Linked DNA regions of Ovis aries: region 2 is linked to region 1. A link is a contact called in public Hi-C data. All regions are on one chromosome and are shown on one strand. Each heading gives the region's core, a stretch centred on a gene start, on an enhancer-like site or on the middle of the called end of the contact. The rest is flanking DNA. Distances are from core to core; before and after follow the strand shown.

Region 1 (4,466 bases), core at 1,352-3,851:
TTTCAGTAGGAAGCGAACAACAGCTATTCCTAAGAGGTATCTCACCAGTCCTCTTAAATTCACAAAAAAAAGTTGCTTTATTTTTAGTACATACCTAGTAAAATGCCAGTTCTCCAAGTGTTCACCATCCAAATGTCAATTCTGATTTTGACTTTTCTCTTTATGATTATTTTTTAATCTTCTGGCTCAAAAAAAAGAGTAAAATCATGATCCAGCAGAGGATACATTAAAAGAGGGGAGAAAAAGACTCAGTATGAAAATCACTCTCATTGGAAAGGGGAAAAAGTAATAGTACTTGACCCAAATGTTGCTTTATGAATTTTGGCACCCAAACGTGCCAATGAATTTTTTTTAAGGCCAACTAAAGAACCACTGATTTTCATAAGCCATTCTGAAAACCAGAGAGGGGAACCTCCCTCTATTCCAAGATGTAGAAAGCACACCAGACCCACAGGAATAAGTTCTGTTTCAAGTTTCCAAGCCCAGAAGCAAATGCATAATACATCTGCGTTGGTAACTTACTGTGGTTCCTGAAGCCCAAGCTCCAAACCAGGAGGCTCCTACCAGTGTTCAAACCTAGACCCAGGCGGAGCACTCCCAGACAGCCAACACAGAGCAGGCAGACCGGCCTCTAGATGCTTTAAGTCAAGGGTTTCATTTAAACAACACAACTGCTCTATTGTATTATTGGGGGCTTCCCTGTAGCTCAGATGGTAAAGAATCTGCTTGCAGTGCAGGAGACCTGGGTTCGATTCCTGGGTCGGGAAGATCTCCAGAAGGGAATGGCAACCCACTCCAGTATTCTTACCTGGAGAATTCCATGGACAGAGGAGCCTGGTGGTTCTAGTCCATGGGCTCACAAAGAGTCAGACTATTATCCCCAGGTCTGAGATAAGAAAATTGACGCTTGGCAAAGTGACTTGCCCATGCTCACAAAGCTGGCAGACAGAAGGCCCAGCCTGGGATGCAAATTCAGGTCTCCTCAACTCAAAAGCCCATGTGCTTGCCACTCACTATCAACATCTCTCAAACTTTCTGGACTGGGACCCACACCAAGAAACATATAAATACATTAAATACTGACACTCACTGCACATATACATATGAAAGAAAAGATTTCAGGAAAGAATTTACCCTTGCTAGGTAATACCCTGATGTCCTTTATATTATCCTTCATTTTTTAAAAAATAAAATGCCACTCAAGACTCCCTGAATTGAAAAATACTGTAGTACACAAGGTCCCCCTTCCACCCAAAATCCATCAGCTGGAGTCAGCAGACCTGGGTTCGAGGCGAGGCAAGGCTCTGGCCCTAACAATTCATCCTCAAGATCACTTGAACACTAGGACTTCCACCTCATTTATAAAATACGAAGAAAGGGCTGAATAATTGCTAAGGTTCCTTCCAGCTCTTTTTTTTCCCCTCAGTCTCCTTAATTGATACTGCTTTCCCCTTTCATCGCGCATTTTTTCATCACTCTCCACTTGCCACTGCCTTTCCCGTCCTTCCAGCTCCCTAGGAAGTTCTCTCTTGCTGGTATTTCAAGTTCCCCCTCGGGCTGCTCCATCTGACCTACCGAGTCTTCCCACAGAAGCCAACCTCTGGGCAGAGTTCAGCACCTCTCAAGAGCATCCTCTCGCCCTATTCGAGGCCACCCAGTCATGAAGCCTGCTTTCGCCTCCTGATCCATTCCGCACTACAACTGAGGGACAGCACTTCTGGCCTCTTCATTCACTGTTACTGAAAGTGCTCTCCCTAGCACCCTGAGGACAGGATCTGTGTTCCTCCCCTCCCCCTTTGTAAAAATCTCCTTTAATATACCTATACAATTCTAGCAAAAAAGCAGGTACTTAATACATACTTATTTGACGAGTCTGCATTATGAAATCAAGGACTCTTAATTCTCCAAGATTTTGAGAATACTTGGGGTGGGGGGAGCTGCTCTAGGAAAAGTCACTAAACCAATTAAAACTGGCATCACAGTACGGGAAGTGAGCATTTACAGACAGAGCTCGCCGTGGACAATGTATGCCAGGGTTGCCAAGGAAAGCAGCTTTATGGTCTCCCCATCTGGACTGTGAGGATTTAAATCTCAGAAGCTATACAAAATAACTGCAAATCAGCCCCAACCTTAAAGACAGGGAAATTTATTTACAGGCCCTAGTGTACTATAAATTTGAAACCGTTCTATTAAAATGCTTTTCTTGGCTTCCCATCAGATACTTGGCAAAAGTCTTTTTCCAATAAGGTTCTTAATGCTAAAGTTGAAAAAAAAAAAAAGTTAAACACATAAAAATGCTCTTCCTTAAGAGTTCCAATTAAATGAGTCCTTATTTTATCCTGCTTTAAACATAAGTTGACTGATCTCCTTCACAATATGGATTTATACCTTCAGGAAAACTCCAACAGAGTAACAAAACTGAAACAAAATTATGAAACTCAAAATATCCCATAATCACACTCTTCCCCAAGGCTCTCCCACTGGCCAAAGAGCCTGGCTTTGTATCAGAACCACAGTTGTCTGTTTCACCAGGAGAACGCCAAGGATCAAGGTCAATGTGTTTCGTTGACGGGTAAGTGAGCCAGTAGCTTTTTTAAGGGCGAGTATGAAAGCAGAGATTGGCAAACAGAGCTTGGAGTGGCATGTTGGGACTACAGAGCAGGGGGAGGAAGGGAATACTCGGCATTTTTTCAAAGCCCTGAGAATTCACTTTATGCATATTAAAGTTTTTTTCAGGGGGGAGGGGCGGGGAAGAGTGACAGACATTACAGTGTCAAATCTTGGAAATTAGAAGTGAAGTCTTTTCCACATTCTTCATATTTCCAGAGACGTGTCCAGTCTCCAGTGTCTCAGGCAACCACTTTTTAGGAGAGACGATCCAATAAGCAGTTAACCTGAATTGCTGGGAAGCTCATCCTGACATTCAACCTCAATCCAGGCCACAGAGCTCTAGGATTTGAATAAAGCTGTGGGCAGCAAAAAAGAGTATGTTCCCCATCTGTCCCTCACGCATTGTGTGGTCTCCGGAGCGTCGCTTCACGGCTCTTCACAGCTTCACGTCGCTTCACGGCTCATGTTAAAAAAAATTCAGATCACTCTTCTCACTGCCTAGTCTCTCTGCTCTGTTTATAGAGTTTGCTTTGTAAACCGTGTGTATTTGGGGGCAGGGAGGGAGGGAGAAATGGACACAGACTGCTATGTAGTTGTCAACGGACACAACAGTCAAGCGCAGGGGACCCTCAGAGAACGCATCCATCCAGGTTACTGGGGGTTCTAGCCATCCGAGGGCTGACACCTTTAAGCAGATCACAAAACACTTTAAAAAAAATAAAAGCAGATTATTTTAGATAGAAAACTTTCAAAAATACTTGACGCGAAATGCCAGTATTTTAAAAACACGTTTACATGTGCGAAATGTAAACCTTCCCTGAAAAGATTGCAGGGCATTCTCAAGGACAGCCGTCTCTGTATTTCCACGATTTTAAGATGCTCCGTCAGAAACAGCTTCAAGGTGACAAAACAGAAACTATAGTCAACGATCAAAGTGATGGTAAGACTCACTCGGATGCCAGAAGTCCAAAACATGCCCAACAAACACGTACATATTTCTTTGAACCAAGGAATTCTACCATCTTACAAGGACACACCCAGGATATCGAAAAGCATGTTCTGCTGTCTGCCATGTATCCAGCGTGCTGAGAGTTCTGTTTTCATTTTTTAAGTTTTTTGTTTTTTGATGTGGACCATTTTTTTTTTAAGTCTTTATTGAATTTGTTACAATAGTGCTTCTGCTGTTTATGTTCTGCATTTTTGGCCATGAGGCATCTGAGACCTTAGCTCCTCAATCAGGGAGGGGATCAAACCCACACAGCCTGCACTGGAAGGTGAAGTGTTAACCACTGGAGTGCCAAGAAGTCCCAAGTTCCATTTTTTTTAACTTTTTATTTTGTATTGGGGTATAGCCAATTAACACACAAAGTTATGACAGTTTTAGGTGAATAGCGAAGGGACCCAGCCATACATACACATGCATCCATTCTCCCTTAAACTCCCCTCCCATCCAGGCCACCACACAACACTGAGCAGAGTTCCTGCTATACAGCAGGTCCTCATTGGGCATCCTTGGCTAGCCATTCTAATCACAGCAGAGTGTGCAGGTCCATCCCAAACTCTCCAACTCTTCCTTCCCGCATGTCTCATCTTGGCAACCATAAGTTTACTCTCCAGGTCTGCGGGTCCTTCTCTGTTTCATAAGCTCATTGGTACCAGTTCTCTTTAGACTCCACATATAAGGGATGCCATTCGCTGTTTCTCCTTCTCTGACTTATGTCACTCAGTATGACAATCTCTAGGTCAATCCATGTTGCTGCAAATGGCATTATTTCATTCTTTGTAACGGTTGAGTAATACTCCATTGTATATATGTACATCTTTATCCACTCCTCTGTCGACAGACATTCAGGTCG
Region 2 (4,114 bases), core at 116-2,615, 140 kb before region 1:
CACGTCCACTGAGTTGGTTACCTTTCCCAGAATGGCATGCAATAAATAAGTGGAGTCAGGCACCGTATGCATCTGGAGACTGGCCTCTTTTACAGACAGTGATGCTGTCTTTGAGAGTCATCCACGCCATAGTTGACATCACTAGTTTGCTCTTTTTATCTCTGAGTAGTAGCCCATTGCGTGGCTGTTCCATGGTTTAAAGGACATTTGGGCTGTTTCCAGTTTGAGGCAATTGTGAACAAAGCCACTATAAATATTTGCATACAGGTTTGCTATGAAAAGAAGTGTTTGTCTCTTGAGGGCAAATGCCTAGCAGTGGGATTTCTGGCTCCAGCCATGAGAGTGTGTTTCATGGTGTAAGACAGCTGCGCTGTTTTCCCACCAGTGATGGAATCGAGTTCCACGCGCTTCAGTTCCTTGATATTGCTTGGTATCGTCAAGTTGTTTATTTCCATCACAGTAGGTATGTAGCCATATCTCATGAATATCCCTAGTAAATAATCTCTAACAGGTAATAATTGAGCTGGTTATTATGTTTGTTAGTTGCTCAGCCTTGTCCGACTCTTTGGGATCCTGTGAACTGTAGCCCGCCAGGCTCCTCTGTCCAGGAAATTCTCCAGGCAAGGGAATAGGGTAGCCATTCCCTTCTCCAGGGGATCTTCCCAAGTCAGGGATTGAACCTGGGTCTCCTGCATTGCAGGCGGATTCTTCACCATCTGAACCACCAGATGTATATCTTCTTGGGTGAAATGTCCTTTCAAATAGTTTACCCATCTATCCTCTAAGTGCCACGCTTTATTGCCATTCACTGGTTTCCCGCTAATGTGCTTTTTACTGTTCTTCCAGGACCCTGTCCAGGAAACCACATCACATTTAGTCCCCCATGTCTCAGCCTCCTGTGATGTGCGACCATTTCTCAGACTTTCCTTGTTTGGAGAAGCACAGTTGGGCCTTGGGTGGGTGTGTGTTGGTGGCAGGAGTGCCTACATCGCCTTGTGGGTGGCTGGCTGAGTCCCTGGCTTACCTGTCCTCTTCCACCTGGCAGTTCCTCCTGGACAGGAACACAGTCCATCTCAGCCCGGTACACACAGATATGCTCCACGTGTGTTTGCTGAAAGGTCGCCCCAGCACGAGCTCCCCCTTTGGTTTATTTTATTAGGCCTGGGCCTAAAACTCGGGCCATCCAAGCTGAACTCCAGACAGAGCCCAGTGGCAGATAAGGTGGGCTGGGGACATGATCGATGGCTCACCTTTAACCTCTGCCCCCACCCCGCACAACTGTTTGGACAGCGATGCGTTTACTTGGTGCCCTTTAAACAGCATGAAAGGGCCTCACGCTGGCCTGTTTTGTTTAAGGAGATTGCATTGGCGCTGTGCACGCTGCCACAGGGCATGTGAGGCTGGCTCACCCGAGAATAGGGCGAGCGGTGTGTCCCCCATAAAGCAGATGTTTGGAGGAAAAATAGATATAATCAAAACCATGGAGGATAAAATTACTCCAGCCCCTTAGACAGACGCTCCATACGTCAGAGCGTATGCACAACTACACACACACACACACACACACACACAACTCATGTTCAGACCCACCCATGGGTGCCTGCAGGCTCACGCTCACTCACACACACACACAATAGCACACATCCACTGGCACACACGCCCCACTGGTGTGCCTGCCCTTGACCATACAAGCCTGCACGCTCTGCAGACCTATCTGCAGGCAACCACACATATGCTCCCCACACCCATTCACAACAGCAGGCTTGTACTACATGCCCAAGGGCGCACATCTGTACACACGAAAGGGATACACGCAGAGAGGGCTCCAGCATCCTCTCCCCAAATGGCTTCAGAAGCTCATTCTCCTTAAATCACAGTCACAAAAATAATTCTCTTGAAATCACAGTCATGAAAAAAAAAATTAAGGTGAACTTTGGAAATCTTTCAAGGCCTTTCATGTCAAAAAAAAAAAAAAAAAAGGTTAGACTAGGTTGGAGCAACACCCTAGGGTTCAACCAGGATGAGTAGATAGAAGCTAAGGGAATGAAGGGGCTTTCCTGGTGGCTCGGACAGTAAAGAATCCGCCTGAAATGCAGGAGACCTGGGTTAGATCCTTGGGTCGGGAAGATCCCTGGAGGAGGGAATGGCAACCTACTCCAGTATTTTCGCCTAGGGAATTCCATGGACAGAGGACTCTGGTGGGCGAAGAATCAGACACAACTGAGTGACTAAGCACACAAGCAAGAGAATGAAGAAAGGTCCCCCGTTTCTTGTATCTCTGAAAAGCCAACAGCCAAGGCTGTCCGGCACAGACCAGGTGGCCCCCAGAAGAGGCGAGGCCTCCTCCCCAGGAGGAGAACAGGCTCAAGGGTGTCTGTGACTCCGGATGAAGAATAAGCCTTGAACCAAATGCCGCCCACTCATCGGAAGTGGTCATGGGAGTCTGAAGGGTGTGCATCCGTCCCGGGGGGCAGGCACTCCAGATTCTCGATGCTCTGTGCACAATACATGATTCCTCTGGGTAGTCTGGGATGTATTTCCAGATCAAGACATTCCAGGGGAAGCTGCAGCTTGTGAGGACATTGTCTTGGGCCCCCAAAGCCTGGGACAAAGCCCGCCCAGGGGTCCCTCCCCGCCCTGGGCGGGGCCAGAGACCGTGAGGAGGAGCTCCTCTGAGGAGGATGGGGGGAAGCCAGCTGGGCAGGCAGGTGGTCCTAGCGAGGTCTGTCATTGTTCAGCTGCATACCAGCAGCGGATGCCATGTGGCCTCAAGAAGGCGCGCCCGGCAAAGGGGTTAGCTGGGGGTTTCCAGGGGCCTTTCCTGTCTCCTGGTGTGGCAGTACAATAAATGCAGAGCCGGTTCCTGGCGGATCCTGCACCGGGTTTCTGGAAATGTCAATTCCAGAGCCCCCATTCGGCGCTCCTGTGGCCTCCCCCAGCGTGTCCTCTTGCTCACTGTGTGGAGACGTCGTCTGTGTCTGCCTGTCCTTCCTCCTGCCCTCCTTGCGGTCTGCCATCTTCCCCTCTTGTCCCTCAGTTATCTCACCTCCCCCTCCTGTTTCAGCTGTCAGTTCTGATGGAGACTCTACTCCCTGCATGCCCCTTTCATGCATCCTCACCACCTTTCTCCATTGTCTCCGAGGATGCGTTTGTTCAACAGACATCTCTGCACGTACCCTATAGGTACTGGCAGTGAGTGCACAGAGGTAGCTGGATCGGGGGAGAGCTCGATAACGTTTGTATTGTCCATTGATTCCTTGGTAACCTCCTGCTGGCCCTATCCTGGGCTGAGTAGGGACAAATGGCCCAAGGTTCCAGCCCTCAGGGAACTGGTTCTCTAACGAGAAGCTGGACCTTCAGGGTTTGATTAAAACATAGGCAGCAACTAGAAGGAGGGGGTCTGTATGATTGCTGCAGTCTGGCAAGGCTTCCTGGAGGAGCTGGCGCTTGACTGGACCTTGGAGGTCAGCTGGAAAAAAGGGACGTTCTAGGCAGGTGGACAGAGGAGGAGTGAGGGAGAGCAAGGAGGTCAGTGGTTTCCTTTGTTCAGGAGTGATTCAGCCTGAGGCTTGGGCCCTCTGTTTTCAGCAGCCGTCTTGAGGAGGGCCTTACGGAGCAAGCTGGGTCCTGACCAGGCCCAGGTCTTGGGCCACGGTGACAAGTCTCTACCGAGCCTCTCTGGATCCTCTAGTTGGAGAGCGATCTGCTGGCTTTGCCCAGGCCCAGCACCACCACCCATCCCATCCCTGGCGTTCTCCTGTCTCACACGGGCCTGTTAAACCTGACGCCTCCTACAGAACAGTAGCGAGAGCTATATTTATTCAGGAGGATGGAACACTCAGAGGCATGGTAGCCATCTCCAGGTGTCTGCAGGGCTGCCTTGGGGAAGGCCCATGGAGGTTTAGAACCCGCGCCAATGAGCCAGACTGCAGGAGAAAGTCACAGGCTGGACCTGTGGACAGATGTTCCAGTGGTCCTGGGGGCGATGACAGTACTGGGTGCAGATGCTTATAGGGTGGCAGGAGGTGGGAACTGATGCCCCCAAGCCTGGCTCTTTGGGAATGAGTACCTTGGCTTGTCATTCTGATGGGTTGGGTCAGAACCTTGGGGAATT

The links. A called contact is a pair of places that touch in the nucleus more often than the background predicts.
Region 2: a Hi-C map of liver shows a contact between it and region 1, with 5 times the contacts expected there. The contact joins two enhancer-like sites. A contact is called at or near these places in 2 of 16 Hi-C or Micro-C datasets (liver and mixed tissues).

What each region holds. Positions count from the first base shown.
Region 1 is chr15:73,151,341-73,155,806 of ARS-UI_Ramb_v3.0, reverse strand. All of the region lies in intron 8 of EXT2 (exostosin glycosyltransferase 2), which reads right to left. Among named protein-coding and RNA genes, the nearest start is that of EXT2, 36 kb to the right of the region's middle. Within about 2 kb of position 2,601, at least 2 of the 54 cell types and tissues checked have an H3K27ac peak or open chromatin away from gene starts, as enhancers often do. A contact at or near this core is called in liver, where this site is marked.
Region 2 is chr15:73,295,317-73,299,430 of ARS-UI_Ramb_v3.0, reverse strand. The region is part of intron 1 of ALX4 (ALX homeobox 4); the gene reads left to right. Among named protein-coding and RNA genes, the nearest start is that of ALX4, 29 kb to the left of the region's middle. Within about 2 kb of position 1,365, at least 1 of the 54 cell types and tissues checked has an H3K27ac peak or open chromatin away from gene starts, as enhancers often do. A contact at or near this core is called in liver, where this site is marked.